2 separate regions of the Mus musculus genome follow, and region 2 is linked to region 1. The links are chromatin contacts, called in public Hi-C maps. All regions are on one chromosome and are shown on one strand. The core of a region is the stretch at or near the end of the contact, and the rest is flanking DNA. Distances in the headings are between cores, read along the strand shown.

Evidence for each region. Hi-C and Micro-C count contacts between places; a contact is called where the count stands out from the background.
Region 2: a Hi-C map of rod photoreceptor shows a contact between it and region 1, with 2.2 times the contacts expected there. The contact joins two enhancer-like sites. A contact is called at or near these places in 2 of 484 Hi-C or Micro-C datasets (embryonic stem cells and rod photoreceptor).

The regions. Positions count from the first base shown.
Region 1 is chr8:12,773,699-12,778,009 of GRCm38.p6, forward strand. All of the region lies in intron 1 of Atp11a (ATPase, class VI, type 11A), which reads left to right. Among named protein-coding and RNA genes, the nearest start is that of Atp11a, 19 kb to the left of the region's middle. Within about 2 kb of position 2,038, at least 30 of the 459 cell types and tissues checked have an H3K27ac peak or open chromatin away from gene starts, as enhancers often do. A contact at or near this core is called in rod photoreceptor, where this site is marked.
Region 2 is chr8:13,224,617-13,228,927 of GRCm38.p6, forward strand. It overlaps a transcript of Adprhl1 not described here. Among named protein-coding and RNA genes, the nearest start is that of 2810030D12Rik, 26 kb to the left of the region's middle. Within about 2 kb of position 1,870, at least 55 of the 459 cell types and tissues checked have an H3K27ac peak or open chromatin away from gene starts, as enhancers often do. A contact at or near this core is called in rod photoreceptor, where this site is marked.

The DNA.
Region 1 (4,311 bases), core at 788-3,287:
CTTCCTCACCAGCTGTGGTAGTGAGGGGCTACCTTCCCTATACCCCCAGGTGATCACCAGCATCATGCCAATTACAGTGAGTACCCTTCAGTCCCAGTGCTGAGAAAGGAGAAAGTACGTGTGTGTGTGTGTGTTGTCTGTGTGTGTTTGTCCTCTGTGTGTGTGTCTCTGTGTGTTGTCTCTGTTTCCAGGAAGATGGGCTGGGGGCTTTCACTGCTGGGGAAGGTTGTCACCTCTTGTCTGTCTGCAGTGAAGGGACTGGGAGTCCTGTCAGAGAAAGGCTGCAGACACCTCCAGTGAGGAGCAGCCCCAGCTGGAGGGACCCCTGATAGTAAGTGACTTCGGAGCTCTTGCAAGCAGATTCCGGGGTCAGCCCAGCAAATGAGCACAGGCTGGTCATTAACTTGGCCCCTGGCCAAAGTTCTTACCTGCTGCCTGCCCTGTTTCTGTGTCCCTAGTAACCCATGAGTGTCCTGGTGCAGGGGCTACAGGGAACAGAGAGACCAGCTGCCCTAGCTCTGTCAACTGAGAGCAGTTTCTGTTTCTTGGGGCGATTTGAAAGGCTAAGCGGAGCTGCCTATCTAGGGAAGGTTCAAAGCTTACAGAATTCATATGATCAGAGGCAGAAAAGCAGTGTTCAGCAGGCCCCAGAGTTCAGTTCTCCAGGCCTCTTCCTCGGGCAGCGCAAAGAGGACATTCCTAGGAACATAGCCTTTGCTGAATGTTCAGCTTCAGACCTCTGCCTGAGTTCTGAGTCCCACACAGTGACTGGTGTGGGTGCGGAAGAGCCTGGCTATCCCAGAGGACAGCTTGCTGCTCAGTTGGTTTTTTTTGTTTTTGTTTTTGTTTTGTTTTGTTTTTTGTTTTTTAAAGCTTAGCTGTACTTTGTTTGGTGGCTACTGAGCATCCTTTCAGGGTCAGGTGTTGTACCAGCACCAGAAATATCGACAACGAAAAAGAAGACTCGACTTTTCCTGCTAGAATTTAAAATGTAGGGAATCACACAGTTGCCTTATAATAACTGATGAGCAACAAATCTGTCACTGCCCGTGGCAGAGGGGGGCCCACACAGGCAAAGCCCAAGCAGTGTGCCTACCTGTGCACTGGAAATGCTAGGAAGCTTCCTCCAGCTGTCCTCGACACTGACTTCCATAAGGTACTGGCCTGGGAGACAGTCCCATGACTTGAACTTGCCCTTATCTGCCTCTAGTCTGACACCAGAGCACGTTGGCAGGTCATGTTTAGAGCTTAAGTACCCAGCAACCTGCAGTTAAAGGGTGTGCCTCAGTCTTCACATTCTTCGGGGAAGGAGTCCTTAGGCTGCTGCCAGGGTCCGCCTGCACAGAAGGTTACAGTCCTGTGCTGTTCTGAACGGACCCACTCCTGTCAGGGTGCAAACACAGGCCAGGTATGAGGAATGTGGCAGCCCCAAGCCAAAAAGTCTACTTACAAAGCAGTTGACTGACTGTCAGAGAGCAGGTGTGGCTGGCTGTTAGGGACATTACTGACAGGCTGGGCTGCATGTGACCCTGGGTCATATCAACTGGCTGTTTGGCCTGTGCTGGCCTCTGGTCCTTCTGTTTTTCTCTACCTCATTGCTTGGCTGTTTGAGTGAGCGGTAGGGATTAGTGACTGCTGAAGATCATGGACAAATGATGAATGTGCAGTACCACACCATCTCTGCCGTTTGTCCCCAGGCAGCTGCGCCTGTAAGGCCACAGTGGCAGCATTTTCAGTGCCCTGCCCCTGCTTAGGTTGGTCCAGGATAGGTGTCCAGGCAGCATTAAAGCTCAAATGATACGCTGCGGTTTTGCAAGACACTTGTTAGTACTGCACCTTGGCCTCTGGCACACCTGTGTAAGCTCTGTGGCTACAGCTTTCCAGGCCATCTCTGTGACTTCTCTGGAGCTGTGTCTCCCTTCTTATGGTTTCCCCAAGTTTCTTTGCTGCTTGTTGAAGGTACCCAGGACCAGTCAGTTCTTGCTTCTGCATTGCTTCAGAGTGATCAGGGTGTCCCCGTGTGAAGAGTGTCAGAAGACCTCGTCAGTGCTCTGCTATTTTTAGTGGCTCCGCTATCTTTAGTTGATGTTCCCCAACAAGGCAAGCAACTGCCGTGTCTAATGAGAAGTAAGGGAAGGCAGTGCTGGCCCTGGTCCCTTCAGAGCCAACAGGGAAGGTGAGCACTGTTTGGAGGTGCTTGCACACAGTTACCTTGGTTAACAATGATCAAACCTGTTTGGAAGCAGATTGCTAGAGCTGACCACTTAAAAATAGCCCATAATAACGATTTTGTAACAAAATACGCATCATTGCTTACTTTTATAATAGCTATTGCTTACTGCTAGATTGGAGACTGGAGGTCATACAACCTCTCACCTGTGTCCATCCGTGTGTCTTAACGGCTGTGTGGCAGCCTGTTTCTCTGTGGGGAACTTTGGTGGTAGCAATCATAAATCATGGGCCTTACAGGACCTTAGCCAGCTGCCCTAGGGTGGAGGACACTGTGCAGTAAGTGACAGGAGCCTGTCTGAGAACATGTCTGTACTCTCAGAGCTCCACTGCTATAGACTCCTGACTCTGAGACAGACAGCTCCTGTGCTGATCTGCATTACTCCGAGAGAGCTGGTGTTGCTCTTTTGGAGCGAGACCAGATCAGAGGTAAGGGCGTGGCGGTGTCCTCTTTGCCCGGCAGCAGTTGCCCAACATGGGCTTGTCTGTGGTCTGGATGCTCTGCTCTCAGCACCGCCTGCCGCCCTGTCACTGTGATGCTCAGGACTGCGATCCGGGGGACAATACACTGCAGTGCTAGTAGTGCTGCCAGGCCCGGGCCCTCAGGCTGGAGAGCCACTGCATCTCTCAAGTTAGGGAGTGACTACTGACAAGCATTCTCCGAGCACAGAGGAGGGCCGTTGGGGGAAGATCGTGTTATAGAGTGGTGTTTACGGTGAGTCTTAATTAGTGTTTTATCGCTGTGAAGAGACTCCATGACCAAGGCAACTCTTGTAAAGGCAAACATTTAATTGGCGCTGACTTACAGTTTTAGAGTTTAGTCCTTTATCCTCATGGTGGGAAGCATGGCAGCATGCAGGCAGACCTGGGGCTGGAGGAGCTGAGAGTCCTACATCTTGATCAGCAGACAGGCAGAAGGAAACTTGAGTGCCACTTCCTCCAGCAAGTCACCCTTTCTAGTAGTGCCACTCCCTATGGACCTGTGGGGGCCATGTTTATTCAAACTACCAAACAGTGAAAGATTATCCAGGGGGTTATGGTAGGTTATTGAGCTGGCTGGCTGAGGTGCAGAGGTATATGGTGGTCAAGGATTAAACAGGTGGCTTGTTCTGGAAGCTTAGAGGCTCTTCGTGGTGCTGTGCTCGCCTTAGACTTCCGTCTGGGACATGGCTCTGCACTGCTGGGTAGAGCCATAGGATTTAGCTCAGGGGTAGAGCACTTACTTGCTAAGGCCCAGGGTTCCTACCTCAGCTCTGTGGGGAGGGGCAATGGTGATAAAGTTATTAAGTATCCTTCCTGTTTGCAGCAGGAAGCTCTGTACCCTAATTAGCTCGTATACAGTAGTGCTACATATACAGCCCGAGCTTTGTTCAGATCAGAGTCAGCCAGCTTCTTTGGAAAGCCAAGTAGTGTTGTGTTGATGAGATAGGGGGCCCATGTTGGGGGAGGTCGTGGAGGACTCTCTTGATCTGAGGCCACATGAGGCAGCCTGGTGGCCTTTGAGCAGTAGCAGTTTGTATCTGGTAGCTGCATACTCATTGTCTATCAGAGACAGCCCCTTTTGGAGGAGAGGGAAGAGACACGGCTTATGCTCATGGCTGTCCCACGGACTCACAAGTGCAGGTGTTGGTGAAGTTGGAGGGAGACAAGCAGCTATCTGGGGGAAGCAGCAAAAAGGCTGGTTGTACTTGGTCCAGTGATTTACAATCAGGAAAAGGGGGCTTCCAGTGTTTGGAAGCATGGGCTATAAGACCTGGCTACCCCTCATGTGAGGCAGTGACTCTGGGTGGCCTGGCTAAGGTGTTCTATGGCAGTTAGATGCTCAGGCAGAGTGCGAGGTCTCTTGTCAGCATTGGGAGAAGCCTTGGAGTTGTGCCTAGAGTGTTCACAGTGGCAACTACCTGCAAACAGCCTCTCAGAGAAGGGCTTGGTGGTTTGTGGGAATGGGAATATCCTGGATCTCAGAAGCTATGTATTTAACATATTCTAAATGAAAACAGACTTTTACAGCATGAAATGAAAAATTTTGAACAAAAAATATAAGAATAAATAAGCTCAAAGAGGTTGTATGCTGTTGGTGGT
Region 2 (4,311 bases), core at 620-3,119, 450 kb after region 1:
ACAACACTGGTGCATGGCCAGGCAGAGCATTGCCATTAGTAGGTATGCCAGAGAAACCCACGTCAACCACTGCCTGGGGCACTGAGGACAGGAGATGTTCCTTGCTCTCCTTGTTTTCGAGACCTTGTGTTCTGTTTCCAACAGGCTCCAGGTTTTCTGAGTTGGAGAACGTGTTGGCTGCCCCGGTGGGCCAGCGTCTGCACTCCGAGTGACTAAGTTTTGCACAGTGGGACAACCAGCTCTGGGGCCCGCAGACGATGGTGGCGATGCTGAGGGCTGGCAGAGGCTCAGCTGTGCAGGCCAGAAACTGGGCAGGGGGGATTCTGGTGCAGCTGGTAGCCATGGTGGCCACGTGGAGCACCCGCACTTGTGGCCTGTGCACTTTCCTCTTCTGTAGGTTCTTGCTCTTCAGTCCCTCCCTGTGCAGGGGCAGCACGCCTGCCTCCGAGTACAGGCAGCTGTTGTGTTCGAATCTTTCCCTCAGCTTGGAGAGGATGGAGCTCTGGCCCACAATTCTTGGCAGGAGGCCCCTGGCAGCTCCAGGCCGCTGGGCAGGGGGCTTCTCACCTACTTCGTTCTCCTTGGCCGCCTTCTCTTCTGCAGCCAGGAACTTCTTCAGGATGTTTTTCACAGTGCCCTTCCCGCTCGATGGGCTCCACCGGACCTTCTCACTGGCTGGGGTCCTCTGGCTGGAGCTTCTGCCCACTTCCTTGGTCTTTTCCAGGAGCTTGTTGATGGTGGCATTTACAAAACTCCTACCAGGTCCTTGCTTGTCTTTAGAGATCAGCCGACCCACATCCCGGGTCTTCTTGAGGTGGAGCTCCCGGCCAGTGCCCATGAACTTAGCCTGTAGAAGCTGGAACCGTGTGGGTCTCCGGCCCGCCTCCTGGAGTTGGAAAGGGCGGTTGGTCCTGTGTGTCCTGTCTTCCACCTTCTGGGGCCCATCTGCATGATCCAAGACATAAAGCAAGAGGCTGCTGAGGATGGTGCGGGCTGCCTCATCGCATGTCCTGCTGATCCTCTTCTTTAGCATCTGCGCGTCCATGGCTATCTTCCCACAGCTGATCCTGGGGCTCTCGGAACTGTGGGAAAACAAAAACCAAAGCCCATAACGGTCACATATCTCATTCATTTTTATAAGCTAAAGATCATCCTGATTTTATGTCAACCCAGGCTAGAGTCATCTGATAGGAGGGCACCTCAAGAGAAAAACCTCCATAAGATGACAGGCAAACAAACCTGTGGGGCATTTTCTTAACTAGCAATTGATGGGGGGGAGGGTCCAATCCATTGTGGGTGGTGCCATCCCTGGGCTGTGGTCCTGGGTTGTAAGAAAGTAGGTTGAGCAAGCCATGAGGAGCAAGCCAGTAAGCAGCACCCGTCCATGGCGTCTGCATCAGCTCCTGCCTCCAGGTTCCCGTCCTGTGTGAGTTCCTATCTTGGGTTCCTCCAATGATGGACTATGATGTGGAAGTGTAAGCCAGATAAACCCTTTCCTCCCGCAAGTTGCTTTGGTCATGGTGTTTCATTACAGCCACAGTAACCCTGATGAGGACATCAAAGTTCCTGGAGGACCCCTGTGCCTCATTCTCAGGAGTCAGGACCTATCTGACCTTCAGGCTGGGGCTGGTCCTGAGCACTTACTGGGAGGCCTGTGCCAGCCTGACACATATGCATTCAAAGAGCTGACCCATTAAGTAGGGGTATTGAAGGGCAGTGCTGTGAGCATTCGGAAAGCCTTGGCCGACTCTGAGTAAGTACAGCGCACTGGGTAAAAATAACTAATCCTGAGCCGCAGCTGTGCAGCTGCCACCAAGAGCTCCATTGTTCTGCATAGTCAGTCAGGATACAAAAGCCAATCACTGCAGTGGCTGCTCTGTCTTTGCAGGGATAAACCAATCCTGGGGCGGCCCCAACACTCCCCTGAGGCCCAGAGTGGAAAGGCATTGGTCTGTAGAGCCATTGGTCTGTTTCAGAGTTCAGGAGCCAGTAGCCTCTGGGCTCAGGCTTGCCCCTGTGGCAACAGTTGCCACCGTCTTACTGCCTGACCTGTCTCCCTGTTCAGGTGGCCCGTGGACACGTCTCTTCACACCGATCTGGGGCTTCAGACTGGTCTGGAAGCTGTCCTGGGTAGAGGGAGACCTCCTTTCACCTAAGGGGGCTCACCATCTGGGGACAGCATCAGCAGGGTGATTCTGAAGAGTCTGTGCTCCCTGAAAAGCCACCTGCGAGTCTTCACAGCTGCCTGCCTTGGGCAGAGGGTGTGGGGTTGGGGTGGGGCAGGCTGTGTGCCGCTGTCAGGCTTCAGGGGATCTGAGCGTAGTGGCGTGGGTTTGAGTGGTCCCAGATTTCCAGCCTCTGAGGTAAGTAAGGTGGTGCGGTCCTGGGAGCTGGTTGGCTTTGACTGTGGGTGCCAATTTTTCCCTCTCCCAGGGCGTCTTGTAACTGGTGGCTGCTAAGTTCTACATCTTGGGGTTGACCCAGATACAAGCTTCTGTACGGATATCTGGGGTTTCACAGGCACACCGTGTGCCTCTGAGCTAAGCCCTTGTACCCCAAATTCCTCCTCCTATTAACTGTACCCCTTGGACATATAGGAGCTTTCCTAGCCTCCATCTACCTCAGCCTTAGGGCCCTACAGCTTTAAGATGTGTCAGACTGATGCTGGCCCCAGGAAATGTTCCCTGCCCCTCTTCCAGGCTTGCCTGCCCCACATGCACAGAGCTCTTGCCGGCCACAGGTCACATGACCACACTCCTCTGCCAGCCACATCTAGCCTCCACTCTCTTGTTGGATGTTCTTTGTACAGAGGACAACAGCATCTCTGACCCACCCTAGGCTGGGCACAGCCACGCCCTTCCTGTGTTGTCCTGGTTGCCAACGTCTTCTGTGGGTCTGGTTTCACATGCCTACTATCCCATCATGAATATCAGCACACAGGATCTCAAGCAGGGCTGGGGACTCAGAGCCGGCTGAATTCATGCATCTGCAATTACCAAGCCCATACCCTCCAGCAGGGCTGGGACTGGTCTACACACGCTTCACTCTACAGTCTCTATGAAGAGAAGCTTGACAGTTATCATGACCACCCATGCCAGGCCACCAGAGCCCCCTTGTGTGAGCTTCCAGAGCCACAGAGCCTGTGGAGACATGAGGGTCTTGCTCCTCAGGCCTGGGGTACCAATAGACTCACCTGAATCAGGTCCTCTGAGGAGGCTCAAAGAGCCTGTGTACCTCTTGGGGCTCTGTGGTCACACAGTGTGTGAGCCAGCCAGGCTGTTTCAACTGTCTTAAAACTTCCTCAGGTGAGTCAATAGCATGACTGAAATAACTACACTGATGACATCCAGTCGATATTCTGAACGACTGACTAAAGGCCACGAGGCCCAACCACGCAGGACACTTGTCATTCCCAAGTTCCTCTCTGAGGGCTCCTGAGCCCCATGGTCTAGAGGGAGAAATAAGAAACTCATCTGACATTAACTGTTCAGCTTCTCCCACCACAGAGGGGACAGCCTAGCGTCTCCACATGCCCCATGGCATGGTCCCACGCTGCCTTCCACTCTGGGTAGTGCCAACGTCTCAGTGGGGGGTGCAAGCAGGACGCTTTTAGGGAGACTTGCTTGGTGTCCTTAGATCAAGAGTGTTAGTGGGTCTAAACTCAGCTTGGCTGGTTGGGCCAAAGCCATGCCCTGCTATGTTTCAGCTCCTGACTAGTTAGAAGCTAGCGTGTCGCCAAGGTTCTGCCCAGCAGCTCAGCACCTGCCTGTCGCCAGGGACCAACACTTGAGGCCACTTGGGGCCTTCAGTCTAACCTCTTCAGCAGACATGAAGAGGGGATTTATCTAACAGCCCCAGATGGGGTTTTGGAAACGCTCCCCAAAGTTCTCATGGTCATCTCCGGTGTTTTCAGTGGGGGCAGGGCAGATGCTTTTCCTAAGATTTATGGGCCAGCATTAGCAGATTAGAGCAGAGACTTAAGTTCTTTTCTGGTGAGCCACACCTGGCCCTGTCACACCAAGGTCCCACATCAAGAGGCATCTCTGCTGTGAGTGAGGAAACCGGGATTTTCCAGCCCACTCCAGTGAGCCAGAACTATGTTTAACAATTGTAATAATAATAATAATAATAATAATAATAATAATAAATTCCTCGTTTCTGTGGATCTTTGCTTATCATCCCCGAGGCCAGCTACTGTCTGTGAGAGAGCTTCTGTCCTCTTCCAGAATGCCTCCCTCTGATCTCTAGCCCCAGCCTTTCATGGTCTCCCAACTCCTGGGAGGTTCTAGATGGAGTAAGCCCGGGGAAATG